Regions from separate parts of the Ovis aries genome. Here region 1 is linked to region 2. Evidence: chromatin contacts called from public Hi-C data. All regions are on one chromosome and are shown on one strand. Each heading gives the region's core, a stretch centred on a gene start, on an enhancer-like site or on the middle of the called end of the contact. The rest is flanking DNA. Distances are from core to core; before and after follow the strand shown. Region 1 has its middle 43 kb from the start of CCDC92. Region 2 overlaps SCARB1 (scavenger receptor class B member 1).

Evidence for each region. A called contact is a pair of places that touch in the nucleus more often than the background predicts.
Region 1: a Hi-C map of mixed tissues shows a contact between it and region 2, with 7 times the contacts expected there. The contact joins two enhancer-like sites. A contact is called at or near these places in 5 of 16 Hi-C or Micro-C datasets (blood, hypothalamus, mixed tissues and 1 more).

What each region holds. Positions count from the first base shown.
Region 1 is chr17:51,737,403-51,740,293 of ARS-UI_Ramb_v3.0, forward strand. No RefSeq gene overlaps it. Among named protein-coding and RNA genes, the nearest start is that of CCDC92, 43 kb to the right of the region's middle. Within about 2 kb of position 1,614, at least 5 of the 54 cell types and tissues checked have an H3K27ac peak or open chromatin away from gene starts, as enhancers often do.
Region 2 is chr17:51,058,277-51,060,976 of ARS-UI_Ramb_v3.0, forward strand. SCARB1 (scavenger receptor class B member 1) reads left to right here. Exons shown (of 11, transcript XM_060401088.1): 11 at 1-2,700. Among named protein-coding and RNA genes, the nearest start is that of SCARB1, 92 kb to the left of the region's middle. Within about 2 kb of position 1,300, at least 19 of the 54 cell types and tissues checked have an H3K27ac peak or open chromatin away from gene starts, as enhancers often do.

The DNA.
Region 1 (2,891 bases), core at 364-2,863, 680 kb after region 2:
GGCAGGCTGCAGCCCATGGGATCGCTAGGAGTTGGACACGACGGAGCGACTTCATTTTCACTTTTCACTTTCATGCACTGGAGAAGGAAATGGCAACCCACTCCAGTGTTCTTGCCTAGAGAATCCCAGGGACGGGGGAGCCCGGTGGGCTGCCGTCTATGGGGTCACACAGAGTTGGACACGACTGAAGCGACTTAGCAGTAGCAGCAGCAGCAGGGAGGTAGGGATGGAGAAGGGCACGGTATGCTTGCCTGGAGAAACCCATGGACAGAAGAGCCTGGTGGGCTACAAGTCCATAGGGTACCAAAGAGTCATACGCGATGGAAGCAACTTAGCATGCACGCATGCAGGGAGGTAGGGAACCCAGATGGATAATAACAAAGAACCTGTATAAAGCCCTGACCCACCCCCTTTGACCACTAGAGGGGGCTATCCATGCATTTAAAGCCACATCACTTCATTTTTTCCAAGTGAAATGATTTGATTTTTAACTTGCTTGATCCAAAATAACCAAGGACTTCATTTTTGACCACTCTAGCCATGTGACATAGAACGGTCAAGTTCTCAATGCTCAACAGCTCTTATTTTCTTAGGTAGAATAACTTTGGCATTTGACTCTGCCATGCTAATAAAATGGATCTGAGTGGTTTTCTTTAGTTTGGTTCTAAAATGTATCTACTCTAGAAATAGGTGAGGGCAATTGAGAGTACAAACTTCCAGTTACAAAATAAATAAGTCATGGGGAATGAAATGGACAACATGGGAAATACAGCCAATAATATTTTTAAAAGATGTGTATGGTGACAGATGGTAACTAGACTTAGCCTAGTGATCATTTTGTGATGTAAAGAAATATCAATCACTGTTATGCACCTAGAACACAATATTGCAGGAAAATTATACTTCAATAATAGGTGGATTATCAACTCTAATAAAGAAAATAGCAACACTATTTCTAGTAAAAAGTAAATAATAAAGCAAATTGTTCTTCAGTATGAGGATACATTCTTTTTGACAAGGACCATTTTTAAAGTCCTCATTGAATTTGTTATAGTATTTCTGGCCTTCCCTGGTGGCTCAGAGGGTAAAGCATCTGCCTGCAATGCAGGAGACCCAGCTTCAACCCCTGGGTTGGGAAGATCCTCTGGAGAAGAAAATCGCAACCCACTCCAGTATTCTTGCCTGGAGAATCCCATAGACAGAGGAGCCTGGTAGGCTAGAGTCCACGGGGTCTCAAAGAGTCGGACATGACTGAGCAACTTCACTTTCACAGTACTGCTACTGTTTTATGTTTTGGCTTTTTGGCAGCAAAGCATGTGGGAGCTTAGCTCCCAGAACAGGAATCAAACCCGCACCCCCTGCACTGGAAGGTGAAGTCTTAGCCACTGGACAGCCAGGGAGATTCCCTGAGAGCATTCTTTGTTTTAGAAAAGGAATATGAACATCTCTCGCTACTTCATGGTCTTAACAAATCCCCAAACTATCCAGAGAACATAAAACTCTTTAGTGTATGATTAATATTCAACTGTGGTTGGATGGTGTCACCGACTCAAAGGACATGAGTTTGAGCAAACTCCAGGAGATAGTGGAGGCCAAGGGTCTTGAAGAATCAGACACGACTTAGTGACTGAACGACTATTACAACAACATGAATGAGTCAGCAACTTCTAGACGACTATTCTTTACCCAGGAGGAAAAAAAAAAAAAGAATCCCAGCTTGGCTTTTTTCCATCAAATAATTGGCTCTTTCCCAATTACTCACATAACTCAAGCTTGCTTAAGTAATGTCAGCTAACTTGATTATATTATTCAAGACTGAATCATGAAGGCAAATGAAATAGAATTAATTCCAAAGCAAACGTACCTATTTTTCTGTTCCATACTCAAGGGGGTTATTGAGTGATTGCTTCACCCCACTGGTGTGCATACTAAAATTGTGTTGGGAGCTTCCCAGGTGGCTCCGTGGGGAAAGAATCTGCCTGCCAATGCAGGGTTCAATCCCTGAGCTGTGAAGATTCCCTGGAGAAGGAAATGGCAATCCACTCTAGTATTCTTGCCTGGGAAATCCTATGGACAGAGGAGCCTGGCGGGCTACAGTCCATGGGGTCTCAAAGAGTCAAACACAACTTAGCAACTAAACAACAACAACAACACACACACACCATCTATCATCGCACTAAAATTGTGTCAGTATTCAGAGGCAGTGATCAGAGGGGCCCGAGGACTCCGGGAAACTTGAACACGCGTTCTCTGAGAGTGTGAAGAAGAGAAGAGAGAAGAGGCCCCAGGTGATGCTTCAGAGCTGATGAGGATCACAAGCCACTTCCCTGCAGGGGTCCCTGACAACACTGGCCTCTCGAGCCTTTGAGGATGCCCTGCACTGAGCACTGAGGTTGCCGGCAGTCTCTCTCAGGCTTCTTGCAGTACAAGGATCTCTCGAGGATATTGATTAGCACTTTTGTTGTGATGGAAAACACTTAACGCTGGAAAGAGAGTTGTTCACACGTCTCCCCGCCACTTGGTCTGAGTCAGGTCTGCACCTTGGCGAACGTGAGATCAGAACACAGGGGAAATCAGGAAGAGACCTGAGAATGTCAGCTAGCGAATGCCCTAGATGTGTGATCCAAGACGGCTGGAGTTCACGGACTCCGGTTTTTTTTTTCCTTTCCTCAGAATGACTGTTCTGTAAATATCACTTTTGTGTATTCACATGGGGCAGAAATTTCCTTTGGGGGACTTCCCTGGTGGTGCAGTGGTTAAGACTTTGCCTTCCAATGCAGGGGGTGTGGGCTCCATCCCTGGTCGGGAAGCTAAGATCCCACGTGCTCGTGGCCAAAAAAAACAAAACACAAAACAGAAGCAGTGTTGCAACAGATTCGATAAAGACTTTA
Region 2 (2,700 bases), core at 50-2,549:
TGAGTAGAATTCTGGCACCTTGAAACTCTTTGGATCTTATACATCTCTTCAGCCTGCACTTCACCTGTCCACAGACTGAAAATATGTACTTGTATACTTTGCTGTCTTCTTACATTCTGAGTGATCCCAGGTGTGGTAGGGGATGGAGGGCGACTAGTGGGCTGGTGTCTTATTTTCAAGGTTGTCTTAAAAAAGGCAAGATTGAGGTTTAGGTCAGCTGCATCTCAGACTTCCGGTCCAATTGACTCTTCTGGGGAAGTCTGCTAAAAATGAAGATCTGAGGACATTCTTCTAAACCTCCTGAAATAGAATCATGGACGGGCCCCGGGAATGTGTTATTTTAATTCCCTGGTGACTCAGTGGTAAAGAATCCGCCTGCCAGTGCAGGAGACGTGGGTTTGATCCCTGGGTTGGCAAGATCCCCTGAAGAAGGAAATGGCATCCTGCTCCAGCATTCTTGCCTGGGGAATCCCATGGACGGAGGAGCCTAGCGGGCTACCGTCCATGGGGTCGCAGAGTTGGACACGATTGAGCACACACGCACCAAGGGGATTATGAGTAGATTGGTCTATTTATTTATTTTTGGCTGCGCCCTGCGGAGTGTAGGATCTTAGTTCCCCAACCAGAAATTGAACCCACGTCCCCTGCATTGGAAGCATGGAGTCTTAGCCACTGGACTGCCAGGGAAGTCCCTGATACAGATTCCTGAATTAAGTGAATCTGGGATGACCAAGAAAGAAACAATTTAGGCATCACGTGGGCACCCACTATATATCCAGAACTCAGTAGGATTGCCAAATGGAGCAAAAACAAACCCAAAAAACTCCCAAGAAATAACAGCAGCAAAGAGATGCTCAGTTAAATGTGAATTTTAGGTAGACAGTGAATGATTTTTGCCTAAGTGTGTCCCATGCAATTGTCGGGACACGCTTATACTGAAAACCTGTTTGTTGGTTACCTGAAATTCACATTTAATGAGCTGCCCTCCCTGTATCTGACAACCTACCTGCAGGAGAAATAGGCTGGTGCCTTGTGGGTTCACCTCCCTCTGGGCTGTGTTCCTTTAGGTCTGAGGTCTTAGGAGAGCCAAGTCCAGTCAGGGGAGATGACGGGCAGAGCTCTGAGCCCTGCTGTTGGGGTTTGGGCAGCAGTGAGTCAGTCGCACTATGGTTGTGCCTCTGATCATAGCTGTTATTTTGGTTTCTGAAAAATGTGCCGCCCTCGCCAGCTTCTGGGGCTGTGCCTGCTTGGGTTTAAATAGCTTTCTTGAGAGCTAAAGCCTGAGGACGAGTCGACAGCCCTTCTCTTTGGGGCCAGTTGGCTGCTCCAGTTTGCTTCGACTGCCAGGGTTGGAGGAGGAGAGAAAACGGAACACGCCAAGTGCTGGGCGTGGGTGTGTTTGCTGGCAGGCGCTGCCAGTCCCTGCGAGGAGCAGAAGGGAGGGACAGCTGTGTCCTCAGCCAGACTCTGGGGGGCTCCTCCTGCCGATCTGGAGATAAGAGAGCCCGACCACGTCAGGGCTGAGTGTTAAGGGGGTGTCCTCCTGAGCTTGGGAGCAGGACATCCTAGCCAGAGATGGGTACCCCGCTTTCCTTCCTCTCTCCCAGAATTCCTCTGGGACGCCTTCTTAGGTACAGTTTGGCCCCTTGGATACCCCTCCCCCTTCCAGCCAAAATTCCCTTCTGCAGAAACTTGTTTGGTGTTCTGGGGGTGTAAGGGTGAGGTCTTCCTAGAAGTGGGTTATTGGCTTTTAGCACGGATAGAGCTGGTGATTGTGAGGTCTCAGCCCTGTGGCTGTGCCTCCCTGGACACAGCCAGGATATCCTGCCCACTGCTCCCTGCCCCCTCCAAAAAAAACCCCACACCAAACATTGGAGTTTCCTTTTGACTTTACCAACAGAATTCAAGCTTCAAGTTATCAGGGAAGGCTTTTTTTTTTTTTTTTTTTCTTTTTTAATCTTTTGGCCATACCACACAGCGTGTGGGATCTTAGTTCCCTGATCAGGAATCAAACCTGCGCCCCGTACATTGGCAGCGTGGTCTTATGGACCACCAGGGAAGTCCCAGAGAAGTTTTTGATTAAAGAGGTTCTATTGCCTTGCCTTCTGGAAGGCTAAGCCCAGATGAGACCTAGCCCAGATGAGACCCCTATCCCCAGTCATGTGTGCTTGGGGAAGGCAGTGTCCTGTTCGTGCTGTTTTAGGGGGCCAGGCAGGCACCTGAGAAGTTGCCAGTGGTCCAGAAGACCTAGAATCCCTTCAGGGAAGCCTCTAACCTGTTTTGAACACCTGGGGGAGATCCCACACCTTGCCTTGCACTTGGGCATGGGGTGACCTTGAGCTGCTAGCCCAGAAAGATGTCTTTATGTGAGTAAGAAAAAGACAGCCCCTCTGTGCAGACATGGCCTGCTTTAGGACTGCAGGTTTAGAACACAGAATACAACCCATGTATAGCCCCCTTGGCTGAGTGCCTTTGTGCAGTGATCAACCTGGACAACTGTACCAGGCAGCCCTGCAGAGCATGTTCCTGGATCTATCTTTCTTACCTTCTCATGAGTCTCATTATTTCCAAATCCTCATTACTCAGTTAAAGGACAGTGTTAGGGAACAGGAGGAGGAGGAGGAGGAATCTGTCTCAGGTTCTGGTTCCCTGAGGGTTTGTTACATGTGTCTTTCTTGGAAAAGCAGTTTCCCTTTCACT